Linked DNA regions of Mus musculus: region 2 is linked to region 1. Evidence: chromatin contacts called from public Hi-C data. All regions are on one chromosome and are shown on one strand. Each heading gives the region's core, a stretch centred on a gene start, on an enhancer-like site or on the middle of the called end of the contact. The rest is flanking DNA. Distances are from core to core; before and after follow the strand shown. Region 1 overlaps Lpp (LIM domain containing preferred translocation partner in lipoma). Region 2 has its middle 18 kb from the start of A230028O05Rik.

Region 1 (5,929 bases), core at 1,895-4,394:
TTTATATCCAGCAATGACTGCACATAGGCTCCTGTTGCCAAGTTTTCCTGTTCCCTTCCATTTCAGAGAGTCTCAAGTTCAAGTGCACAGAGGGCAAACAAACAGGATATAAGCCAAACCCTGTGAGGAGACATTGGCATGAAGCTTGTCCCCTTCCAACCTTCATCTCTCAAAGCAATGATAGGATCACCTGCTGTGATAAACATTGAAAAAAAAAACCATAAAACCCAACAGGGGTGAGTCACATGTGACCTCTCTGCCTTTATATATTCTATTAGGATTTACATCATTAAGGAATATGCCAAGAAGCCACAAATTTTATATCACTTATAGTAAGGTTCAGCCCTATGCAGTTGTTGGTAAAAAGGACATTGAACGTTCAAGAAAACCCACATATAGTTGAAAAACTTCCCATAGTTATTTTTTAATTTTACCTAATTTTTAAAATCTGTTTTCAGCTATTCTGATCCCCTCTCATAATTCCTCCCAGCCCCTTCCTAGCTAACTACCCAGCTAACTTCATGTTAGCATTTTTTTTTCTCTCAAAAAAAATAAAAGCAAAACCTCAGGAAAAACAACAAAATGCTAAAAGTCTTGTCCAAGAAAGTTTCTGAAGGCTGCTTAATTCAGATGTTTGAGGGAGAGAGATGGGAAGAGACACAAGGGAGCCAGCAGCCTAGACCAGGGCAGAGAGAGAAGCTTCTGAGGTCAATGTTCACAGGAGGCTACTGGAAACAAGTCTCGTGGAAGAGAGGGAAGGAGAAGAAACCTGGAGTCATTTTTCATGTGAGGTCAAAGACTAGGGCATGGATCTCAGATCTTTGTATACATACAAACTACAGGCCTTCCTTGACCCTCGGCTTACAGAATGTGCTATGCTCTTGTCCTCCTGTACAGGGACTTGGGAGGGTCTAGAACGTATTTGTTTAATGAACACAGCCAGTGATTGAAAGCAGATGACCTTTGACTCATGCTGTAAAAATCAAGCTTTGAGGACCTCAAGGCCTCATATTCCCTGAGCTCTGAGACCATCGGGGTCCAGGAGTGTGCCAGAGGCTGGAAGGCAATGTGAGCTAGAGACACAAGTCAAGGAAGACCTCTTTTGAAGGCTTTGCTCATGGGCCTTGGACTCTGGCCTAGTGCAATTACCCAGTTAAAAAGAAAATTCAAGCACACACATACACATACAAACAATCAAACGCACACCTTACTGACTCTAGCTCAGCCCCCCTCTCGGAATGTTTTTTCACTGTGTGATCACGAGAGGTAAGGAGAAACTGTCATTCTATATGTTCAGAAACGGAAGCTAAAGAAACAGAGTAGATGCTGAATGGTGGCTGGTTGTAATTTGATTTTCTCCATCTTTACACTCATTTCCTTTTGTATTTTCCAACCCCAAGTGAAAGGTTATATTACTGAGGACCCAGGAGCTCATTTCAGACAGAGTTTCAAGGTAGAATTTTATAGCTTAGTCCCCCCTCCCCCCTCCAAGTCCACTCCTTTCTTTTTCTACTTATAGGAAATTTAAAGCTATGGACAATTTGTTCTGGTGGTGCAGAGCAGTTCAGAGGGCTTCGGCAGTGCAGACGTTACGCTGTAGATGGCTAACTATTGTCCTTCTGTCCATTAAGAGCTGCAAGATGAATAAGAAAGAAAACAAGGAATAAAGAGGCTCCTTTCCTATTCTCTTTCCATCCTTTATCTTTAAAGTAGGAACTTTGCTGAACCACAGCCAGCAATTCACTCAGCCTAATGAAGTGTATAAGTAATGGGATTATATTTAAATATAAATCTTAAACCATTATTGCAGTGGCCTGATGCTGACATTCATCCAAACTCTGTCAAACACTGGCTGGTGAGTTCATGCTTCATTTAAAAATAAACAAACTGGGGCAGGAAGAAGGTTCTAGCATAACATTTCAGAGGCACTGAACCTGGAAATACGAGACCCTTCATTCTGGTCAGAGCTGAAGCAAATGCTGTCCTGGTTCACGGTCCTACTGAAGTGGGCAGAGTCCAGCTTTCCCCAGGGATCACTCTGTCTCTGTAGACACATAGGCTTAGTTATTTCAAAACTCTCCTAAAGAGGGAGGGTCTCTGAAGGTACCACCAAGGCTCTTGGTTTCTATTCATGCTTCTACCATTGCCAAACATGTGAATTCAGGCAAATCAACAAACTTTCTCTGGCTGTTAGCTTTTCCAGCCATAAAACAACAGCACTGAATTAAAGTACTTCTTTAATTTTAGTTCCTTCTGGGCCTTAAATGTTCTTATTCAAATACAATAGAAATTGGTATACTTTGGGATAAGAGTTAGGGGGAAATGTTATAAATGTTATCAATAAGGACTTCCTGTTGCTCTGGTCAGTCAACTAGGAGGTATGTGCTTCAGCTTCTCTGTCAGTAAAGTACTGCCCAGTGTCCACAGGAGGACAGAGCTATATCATTAGAAAAGGTAGCCATAGATTGGACATACTGCTGATTATGAATGAGTGGCTCTAAGAGTGGCATACAAGTGTCAGGCGGGCTCCAAAGCACCCTAAATTCCGTTACACAGACACAATTTCCAGTGTTGCCTAGTTGCTCAGTTTTTCTTACGGCTTTTATGGAAGGGCTATCTCTCATGTATTCTTTAAATCTAACCTTGTAACTTTTATCTTGTCAGCTTTTTAGGCTTTGTCCTACCACTTTAGATTTAATCATGTTTTATAGTCTACCATTGTCTATAAATGTTTATATGTTCTATATTTACAGCTATGAAACCCTGCATGTAAACAACAGTGCACACTGCAAAGATGTGCATTAGAACCCCATGGGTATGACAGAAGGAAGTTTGGGGACTGTGATGAGAACAAAGAATCCAGTGCATTTCTAATAGTTTTTTGTTAAACCGGGTAACAAGTATGTGGACCTTTATATTATTTGTTATGTCTGTGTCAAAAAAATAAAACCTACATAATTGTGCAAACATATATGCATTTAGCCTTTTCTTTTCTTTTTGTTTTCATAGTCCTACTTCAAAAGTTAAAAAGCATGTTTAGAAAAATACAAATATAAGAGATGATCGTGCACATTCCTAGATTCAAGGGTAGGAAGGCTGGCCTTATTCAACTAAACTAGTTTCCTCATTTTATTTAGAGCTGGCTTTGTGCTGGGGTGGTTGCTTGTTTTTAAAAAAAGGCATGATAGGCTGGAGACGTGGCTCAGCTGTTAGGAGTATTTGCTGCTCTTGCAGAGAACTTGGGTTTGGTTCCTAAAACATAGGCTCACAAACACCTGTAAGTCCAGTTCTAGGGGATTTGATGCCCTTTTCTGACATCTACCAGCATGGTACACCCATCACGCACATGCACACGTACACACACATGCACACACACACACACACATGTATGCATGCATGCAAGCACGCACACACTCTTTAGAATAATTAAATCCTAAAAAATTTGTAACAAATTTATGAAGTATCATTTCAGTGAAACGTATCCATGGAGAGAATTACACTCATATTCTCTCCCTGCCCCAATGTGCTATATGAGTTTAAACCAAGTATTTTAAAGGCTGCTAATATTGTTCAAATATTGCACTCATCAAATAATTGAGAATATTTTACTATGTGGCATTCACTTTACCACTCCAATTTATCACGCAGCACTGAACTCAACATTTCTTTTAGGCTTTCTCCACATGTGCAGTTAGATTAGCACTCCCTCCCTGAGGCAGGCTAAGTTAGGGTCTCAGAAGGCTGAGGGTGGAGACACTGCAGGCATCATTTGTTCTTTGAAGATAGGAGAAACCCTGTTAGTGACATTTCCTCGCCTTTTCTCAGGTAGCACTTCTGACTTTCATCTACATTGGTGAGGTTGAGGGTCCCCCCCCCCCCTTGCATATTTTAGATTTACAGAAAAAGCATCTTTCCTATGAAACATGTGATTTTTTTTTTTTTTTGAGGGAAGGTCTACTGCACCCCTGGCTGGCATTGAACTCCTAATCACCCTGTCTTCACCTCCCTGGCTGTAGTTACAGGTATGTGCTAGCATACCTGGTTTATGAAGCATGGGTTTTGAAATTAAGGTTTTGTGCATGTTAGCAAGGCTACATTGAGAAAAAGTGTACTAGGATTAAAGCATTTTACTCAGAGCAAAGGAGCCTAGGTTCAGTGGAGAGAAAGGAAATGGTCTATAGTTATGCCCACACTTTTTTCACCCCCACAGTTTGTAACATTTGTCTAGATTTATTTGTACCGCATTCATTAATTCCCACCCACCTCCGACCCTTCCCCATGAGACAGGGTCTTTTCTAACCTCAGCTGGCCTTGAATTCACTGTTATAGAATATCCTAGAATTTTTTTTCAGTTACCAACAACTTGTCATGAATGGCCTGCATCCCACCCCTTCTTTAGGCAGCATCTCCTATGAGCATCAAGGTATTTTCTGTACTCTCCTTACAGTGGCTTCTGTGACTTAGACCTCCATCCACGTCCTCTGTCTGGCAGGCATTATCATCTTCCTTCCGTAGTTGAAGCAGTCTGCACAAGCAGGGTGTTTGTTTACTTAACTTTTCATTTCTCGGCTGTTATCTTGGCTAGTCAACTGCTGGATTCAGCTACAGTTCCCTTTCAGAATTTGTTTGCTTTTTCCTTTTGGACAGGGTTTCCCTATGTAATCAAGAGTGGCCATGAACTTGCAACATACCTACTTCAGCCTCCCAAGATGTAGGACTAAACTGGTGTACCATATGTATTTTCCTTTTAGATTTTGATTTGATAAATGTTTTTCTAAATATTTTATGGATATCGGGAAAATAAATTTCTTTATTATACAGTCAATGTATCTTTTAAAAAAAATTTTTAAATTAATTATTATATGTGTGTACACTGTAGCTGTCTTCAGACACTCCAGAAGAGGGCATCAGATTTTTGTTGTGGATGGTTGTGAGCCACCATGTGGTTGCTGGGATTTGAATTCAGGACCTTACGAAGAGCAGTCGGTGCTCTTAACTGCTGAGCCATCTCACCAGCCCCACACTCAATGTATCTTGACTCAATCAATCTTATTAATTGTATTATCCAACTCCTGTAATTAATTGGTCAAAGACAGAAAGAAATGTGCTTTCTAAAGAACAGGTGTCTTCATTTTGCCACATCATTCATCAGGATTGCTTGCTATATATTTCAGTGCAGTGAGACTTTGTTTTGTTTTATTTTTGGGTTTTTCAAGACAGGGTTTCTCTGTGTAGCGATACTTACAGAAGGGGAAGAAGTCTGATCCTTCCTGCAATACGGGAGGCTTGCGAATAACATCATGTCCGCTGGTTAATCTGGTAGTTTTGTCATAAATTGTATTTTGCTTTTCATATTATAGGATATTGATATTTGACTTTGTAAAATATTCTCTTGAAATACTATAACTTGAATATAACTATCAGAATTTGCTAATTTATCTTTGCTTATTTTTCTATTTTTTTGTTTCCCTCCTTTTCATGTTTCCTTGTTTGTTTCCTGCCTTACAAATGGTAGGCAAGTGGATTACCACTGAGCACGATCCTATATCCCATTTTTTTTTTCTCATCAGCTAGTAGTTTTACTGGCTCTTTGTTTACCACAGTTTCATCTGACCTTGGAATGTTCTCATTAATGTGTTTATCTAACAAAATAGTTCTTTTGGAGTCACTCTTCAGAAAGGGTATATATTATTTATGAATGTCCATGGAATATTTCTGTACAAAACAAAGTTTGACACACTATTAGACAACTAAGCAAGTAGCTAATTAGGAAGTAAGGTGAGAGTACTCGGCATGTGTCACCAACATCAGAGGCTATTACAGCCCCATGGTTATGACCACGCAAACAATCACAGAGGCAGAAGATGCACATTCAGCACACTGCAGATACGGCATGGGAGAATTGGATATGTTTCTTTTTCTAGTCTTC
Region 2 (5,929 bases), core at 1,181-3,680, 140 kb before region 1:
CTAACTCAGCAGCTTCGGGGTACACCTAGGGGAAGAATCCTGGCTCCCTGCCTCTTGTCCTAGTTGTTAAAAATCCATCTTATTACTCTAGAATAGAATGCATCATATGGCTGTGATCTCGAAAGCAAGGCCAGAAGGGCCATGTGTCACTCCCCACAGCCTCCTCCCTAAGACAGCTGCCATGACTTTAAAACCTGGGCTTTCTCCCAGGGCCTGACCTTCAGAGGTGGGCTCAGAATTGGGGGCTGACTGATTCTAGGAAATGGTTATTGGCCTCTAACTGAACCTAGCTGTCTGATGGGGGAAGTGTTCACACAGTGCTTTCAAGAGAAATCCTGGGTTATGAGAGGTGAGGGGGATGGATCAAGGTCCAGAACTTCTGTCTGAGCTCTCAGTCTTTATACCTCATGGATGTAAGACCTTGCATGCCAGTGTAAGGACTAAGCTCTAGACTAAACTAGGCCAGAGGGTTAGGCCAGTCACACCTCACTCTCTGAAGTATTTATCCATCCCTAGTGAGCTTTTAGCTTCTGGGAGGTTAGGGTGTCTTTAATACAGAAGATCAGCAATAGTAGCAGCTGGAATTAGGGAGTCGGATAGGGTTTTGCCTTCTCCCATCTACTCTTAGCTGCTCTACTTCAGGGTACTTCTTTGGGGACCTGCAATACCCAGGATGGATCTTCCCAATCTCACATACTGAAACTCTCCAACCAGTATCATACTTGCCTCCTAGCTCAGCCTTGCAGAGGCACGGTGGGGATAGTCTTGGCTTCCTCAAAAGGATCGTGGTTCCTGGTGCCTTCTTTGGACAACTGTGGTAGGTCACAAAATGGATTGCCATGTGGTCTGTGGCAAGGATGGGTCTTAGAAGAAAGGGCATCATATAGGCTCTCAGAAGCAGTGCGTTGAGAATGGGGAATATTGGTCCCAGTGTTGTCTTCAAGGTAGAAATGTCAGCGTTTGAATCTATATCCCAAACTGTCATATGTGGTAAATACAGAGACCACTGCCCAGACCTCTTTTATGCCAGTCTCTTTCAGAGGACAGGTATTTGGTTTTCCCTGGTTTTTGGCAACAGCCAAGAGGATCTAATTCTGACACCTGTATTCTGAGGGGGCAGCTGGACACAGCAGGGCAGATGAGAATATCTAAAATAGTTTTCTAGAACTGTATTTGTCTGTCAGCAGGGTGACAGCCATAGTCTTGGGACAGGAAAATAGAGACAGAGACAGAGAGACAGAGAGAGAGACAGAGAGACAAAGGGAGAGAAAGCGATCAGGCATAGATTTTTAAGTCTCAGAGTTTGAGATGCCCTGGAGCATTCTGGGTAAGTAGTGGTTTGGTGAGGGAGGGGGAAAAGAAAATCCATGGATCTTGTAACATTTAGGGAAAGGGAAAAGATTCAGCTCAGTGGCATGACTGGGCTTGACTAGACAGCTATAGTCTATGAGAACAAACCTGAGAGTCTCATCTGACCTCTGCTGAACTGGATGAACATCTTCGCTGCGATGCTCTTCTGACACAGAGTTTAGGAGCTCACAGTTGGAAACCACAGCTCCGTAGGGCTGTGGGATTGGCTTAGAATAGCTGTAATACAAAGACTGGAGAGCCTGAAACAGCCAAGTGCAGCCAGCCCCTCCCATCTCCACACTACTGCTTCAAACACTTGTAGACATGAAAGGCTTGTCAGGGGAATGTTAAGGGTAGCCAAAAGATGGAGATGGTAGTCTGTGTGAGAAACATGCTAGTGAAGTCCTGGGTGCTAAGCAGAGCGTTTGTGGTCAGCATAGTTGGGAACAAGTGGATAGGGATTCAGGCAGAGCTTGGCTTACAAAGCTAGGAGTAGGTGCACATCTTCATACCTGAGCCAGGCTCAGAGGCAGGTCGAGTCCTGCTAGGGTAAAGAAAAAGAAATGCATTCTCGTTTCACTTTATAGCAACAAGGAGGCAGAAGCCCAGCCCAGGAGAAATGATATGTGCAAGGAAGTGAAAGGGGACTGCTGGCTCCAAGTTTGAAGAGAAGAACCACTCCCTGGGGGTATGGAAGTTGGGCTAACAGCCAGACTGAAGGAGCTGATTTCTTGGAGCTATAAACCTAGAAATTCGAAGCACTGACTTTTTCCTTACTGAAAATGAGGTTTACTCATTGCTTAACCTAAGGTCTTTACAGAGCCCACATGGCATCCCATACAGACGACTAGAAGAAGAAGAGGAAGAGGAGGGAGAGGAGGAGGAAGAAGAAAAAGAGAGGAAGAAGGAGAAGGAGGAAGAGGAGGAGGGAGGGGAGGAGGAAGAGGAGGAGGAAGAGGAAAGCCAGGGGTCTCTAGGTGCACCAACTGGCCCCCTAGTTCCCTGTGTGACTTTAAGTGAGACTCACCACCTTCCTGAGCATCAATCATCCCATGTCTTACATGTTGGTGTTGGATCACAGCAGAGCTATGCAGCTGTGTTCCATGAAGCCAAGAGATCCAGGCAGGGAACACACAGGCTCCATCCTGGCAGATGCTCGGGGAAAGAACAAAGAAGCAGAACTTGATCCTTGATCCTCTGTAGCTTGGAGCAGTTCTGTTGTTAAGTTTAGTATGTTGGGTTTCCCTATAAGATTTTATTTGAAAGTCACAATAAGAGAGGAAATCAAAAAGAAAGGGAGCCAAGGAGAGCGTGAGGCTGGATGGTCTCCAGCCTGTTGCAGGCTGGCTGCTGTTTTCTGACTCACCCCAGTGTTCTGCCCACACTTTCAAGAACCACTTCCCTTCCTCTCTGCCACCATCTCAGGGAAGAATCCATAGCGTACGTAAGCCCAGAAAAAAGCCACTGCTTAGATCTCATTTCCCAGCTCTGAAGAGTGCTGGCTCACAGAGAAGAAAATTGGGGGATTTTGTGGGCTGAGTGGGAGGAGACCTGAGGCCCAGGGCTGTAAATCAGGCTTGGAGGTTTGGATTCCCAGCAGCCTGACCTTCAGACACCCTTCCCTCCTCCGGATACCTTCATGCTCACACTCAGGCACAGGGAAGCATGCCCAGCTTCACACTGCCCCTGGAAGCAGGGCCCACTTGGAAGAGCTGTTTTGATTTTTCAGGAAAAATTGCTCATAGCCAAACTTCCCTCCCCAAGACCAACACAGGCAGGGATTTCCTACGTGCTTGAACAAGGAATATTCTGGAAGTCTGTTGGCCACCGTCTGGCCAAAAAAAAAAAAAAAAAAAAAAAAAAAATTAAAACACAACAATAATAATACAAAAAACCCCACATAGCTAACATACCCACCTGAGGTAGAGTATCATATATAATTTTATTTTTGTTCCCTAAATAAGCCCTTCTGCTGCCAGTCTCAGTACATCTCAGATAGGCCTACTTGCCCATTGCCGACTCCACATGGCATGTCTCTCAGTTCCCCAATCCACAAATCCAGGAATTTCACAAGCTTGGGAAGTTGGCACACCAGAGAAACTGATTTCTTTTGCCCTTGCACAATTCCCCTGTCGATAGAGTGCGTCTTTCTGACAGGAAAGAGTTGGCTGAAACTACTAAACCTGTGTGGGGTGCTGGTGTGGGAGTCAAGGGTGCAAGTCCCTGGTCTTCCCTCTCTGTGGTCACCAGCGAGTCGCTTCCTCCTTCTAGGCCTGCTTAAAGACAAGGCTCCTCCATTCAGGTAGTTTGTATGCATAGCTTTCCTTGACCAAGTCTCAGCTGAAGGCAATGTGGAATACCTCGGCGGAAAATGATTCCGGAGATCGCTAAAACATCTGTTGTCGAAATCAGTCTTGCTTCCGGCAGCAGAACAATCCCTCATCCCCCGAAATCCCAGTGTGTCGAAGGTGAGGCTTGTAAGGACCAACTCAGAAGGTGAAAGCTCTGGTAGCGGTTACACCGCAGGTCTTGGAGCAGAGGCCGGTAAGTGCAGGTCTAGAGGGGCTCCTAAGAGAGCTTTTACCTAAATTAGGATTTAAAAGCCATGAACTTCTTGGACAAGGAAGAAAAGGAACACAGAAGAAGAAATATGGAAGGCAGGGAATTGGGGAATTTTCAGAAAGAGTCCCCCCAATGACTACAAAATGTGGGCTGAGAGAAGGGGCACAAAGTGGTGTTCCCTAGGAACATGTATGTTCGTCTAGACTATCGATTCTCAACCGTCCTAATCCTGTGACTCTTTAATACAGTCCTCCCTTATGGGTGGTGATCCCCAATCATGAAGTTATTTTTGTTGCTACTTCATAACTGTAATTGTACTACTGTTATGAATCGTAATGTAAATATGTGTATTTTCTTATGGTCTTAGGCTACCCCTATTTAGGTACCATTCGACCTCCAAAAGGATCACGACTCTTAGGTTGAAACATGTTGGGCTTTAGGGCTTACATTTTTTCCTCTCAAAAACAATGAGGAGGAACTACTCCAAGGGACCACGTTCGTATTTTAGAAATCTTATTCTGGCTGTCTTGTACGACCTGATTTTGAGAAGGAAGATAAAATAAAAGAGAAGGCAGGGAGATCCTTCAGGGAGCAAGGAGCAAGAGGTGACAGCACCCTGTGCATAATGGCAATGAAGAAGAGGAAATGAAAAGTGTGTAGTAAGGGCTGTTACTGAATGAGCGCTCCCATCTCTAACTTTCTAGGACTCCGCAGCTAAAGAAATCTGAGCAGGCATCTCACCTCCCATTTTTGCCCGCCCCTCCTCCCACCTCCCACATTCTGTGAAGTCTGGCTGGCCCCTCCCACTCCTCCCCCATCTCAGGCAGGAGGCTTAGATAATAGGTGTGGCATCGGGCCCAGGCATTCCCACCGTCTTCTCCACCATCACATTCTGCTGCTTGAGCAGTTGGCCGCCTCCATGAGTGTTAATTGGAGAGACATCTGAAGTGACCAGACTGGTTATGCAGCCGCCATGATAGACACACTCCATCTGCTTCAACCAGGCGCTTCTCAGCGCACAGGGAGGCCGGCCTGATTCCTCTTGCCCAGGGCTTGTTAGGAGTTACACTCAAAGTTAGCTTCCTCGGCTTTGAAGTGGAAACTGCTTCAAAAAACATCAAGTACAGACATCCTTCAGTTTGGTGAGGAGGAAATTAAGGCCCAGTCTTGCCATAGGTTAGATGCAGAGCTCACAGCCAGGTTTCCATCTGTCCTTCAACACACTGGGTGTGACACTTGCTACGGCCCTTCTAGATCATGAGTTGACCAACTTAGTTTCCTACTATCACTATCCCTTCCCCACTCAGTGACAAGGGCTTGACCTTCACATGTCATTTTCCTTAGCAACTGTTAATTTCTTCAGCATTTTAAATGAAACTTATTTTATCATTTAACAGAGGGGATGTTAAAAGTCATCTACTCTAATGGTTCTGGCATGCTTTAAAACTTATTTGGTTAGTCTTGCTTTTAGCAGCAGAGGCTTTATCAACTCATCAAATAGAGGCTGGGAAAGGCCTGGAAAGGGGAGTGTTTGGGTGGCTATAATACTGAGTAACATATTTAAATATTATATAATACTGTATACTATATATATATGCCATATATATATACCATATATATATATATACATGGAATACTGAGTGACAGTCTGACTAGAGTAAGCTCTTTTAACTTCAAATGCATAACTTGCCCCAACTGTTCCCACAATTCCTGCTGCCACCCATCCCTGTCTCTGCCATTGGTAGGGGCAGCCAATATCAAAAAGTGAATAGATAACCCTTCTTGTTTCAAGCCCTAAAATCCTCCAGTAGAATCTTTCAATATGACCTAATCTTGGTATATAGCACTTTCTAGTTACTAGTATATAAATATGACATTCCCTGCAAAGAAATCTGTATATGCCCATTTTACAGAGAAAAGAGAAACTGTCCCTCCGGCAGTATGCAATGGAGCTGAGATCCACATCTCCATACCCATTGCCTATCCCAAGATTAATTGGCCAGTGAGTGCTGCTGTA

The links. A called contact is a pair of places that touch in the nucleus more often than the background predicts.
Region 2: a contact with region 1 is called in a Hi-C map of bone marrow-derived macrophages, with 31 read pairs. The contact joins two enhancer-like sites. A contact is called at or near these places in 1 of 39 promoter capture datasets (the C10 cell line), 1 of 15 datasets of contacts at CTCF or cohesin (the NIH/3T3 cell line), 14 of 484 Hi-C or Micro-C datasets (CD8 T cells, LSK cells, bone marrow-derived DN2 thymocytes and 11 more) and 10 of 115 datasets of contacts at active chromatin or transcription factors (T-cell acute lymphoblastic leukemia, acute myeloid leukemia, bone marrow-derived macrophages and 6 more).

The regions. Positions count from the first base shown.
Region 1 is chr16:24,896,461-24,902,389 of GRCm38.p6, reverse strand. The region is part of intron 10 of Lpp (LIM domain containing preferred translocation partner in lipoma); the gene reads right to left. Among named protein-coding and RNA genes, the nearest start is that of Gm22672, 15 kb to the right of the region's middle. Within about 2 kb of position 3,144, at least 4 of the 459 cell types and tissues checked have an H3K27ac peak or open chromatin away from gene starts, as enhancers often do. A contact at or near this core is called in bone marrow-derived macrophages, where this site is marked.
Region 2 is chr16:25,038,967-25,044,895 of GRCm38.p6, reverse strand. No RefSeq gene overlaps it. Among named protein-coding and RNA genes, the nearest start is that of A230028O05Rik, 18 kb to the left of the region's middle. Within about 2 kb of position 2,430, at least 137 of the 459 cell types and tissues checked have an H3K27ac peak or open chromatin away from gene starts, as enhancers often do. A contact at or near this core is called in bone marrow-derived macrophages, where this site is marked.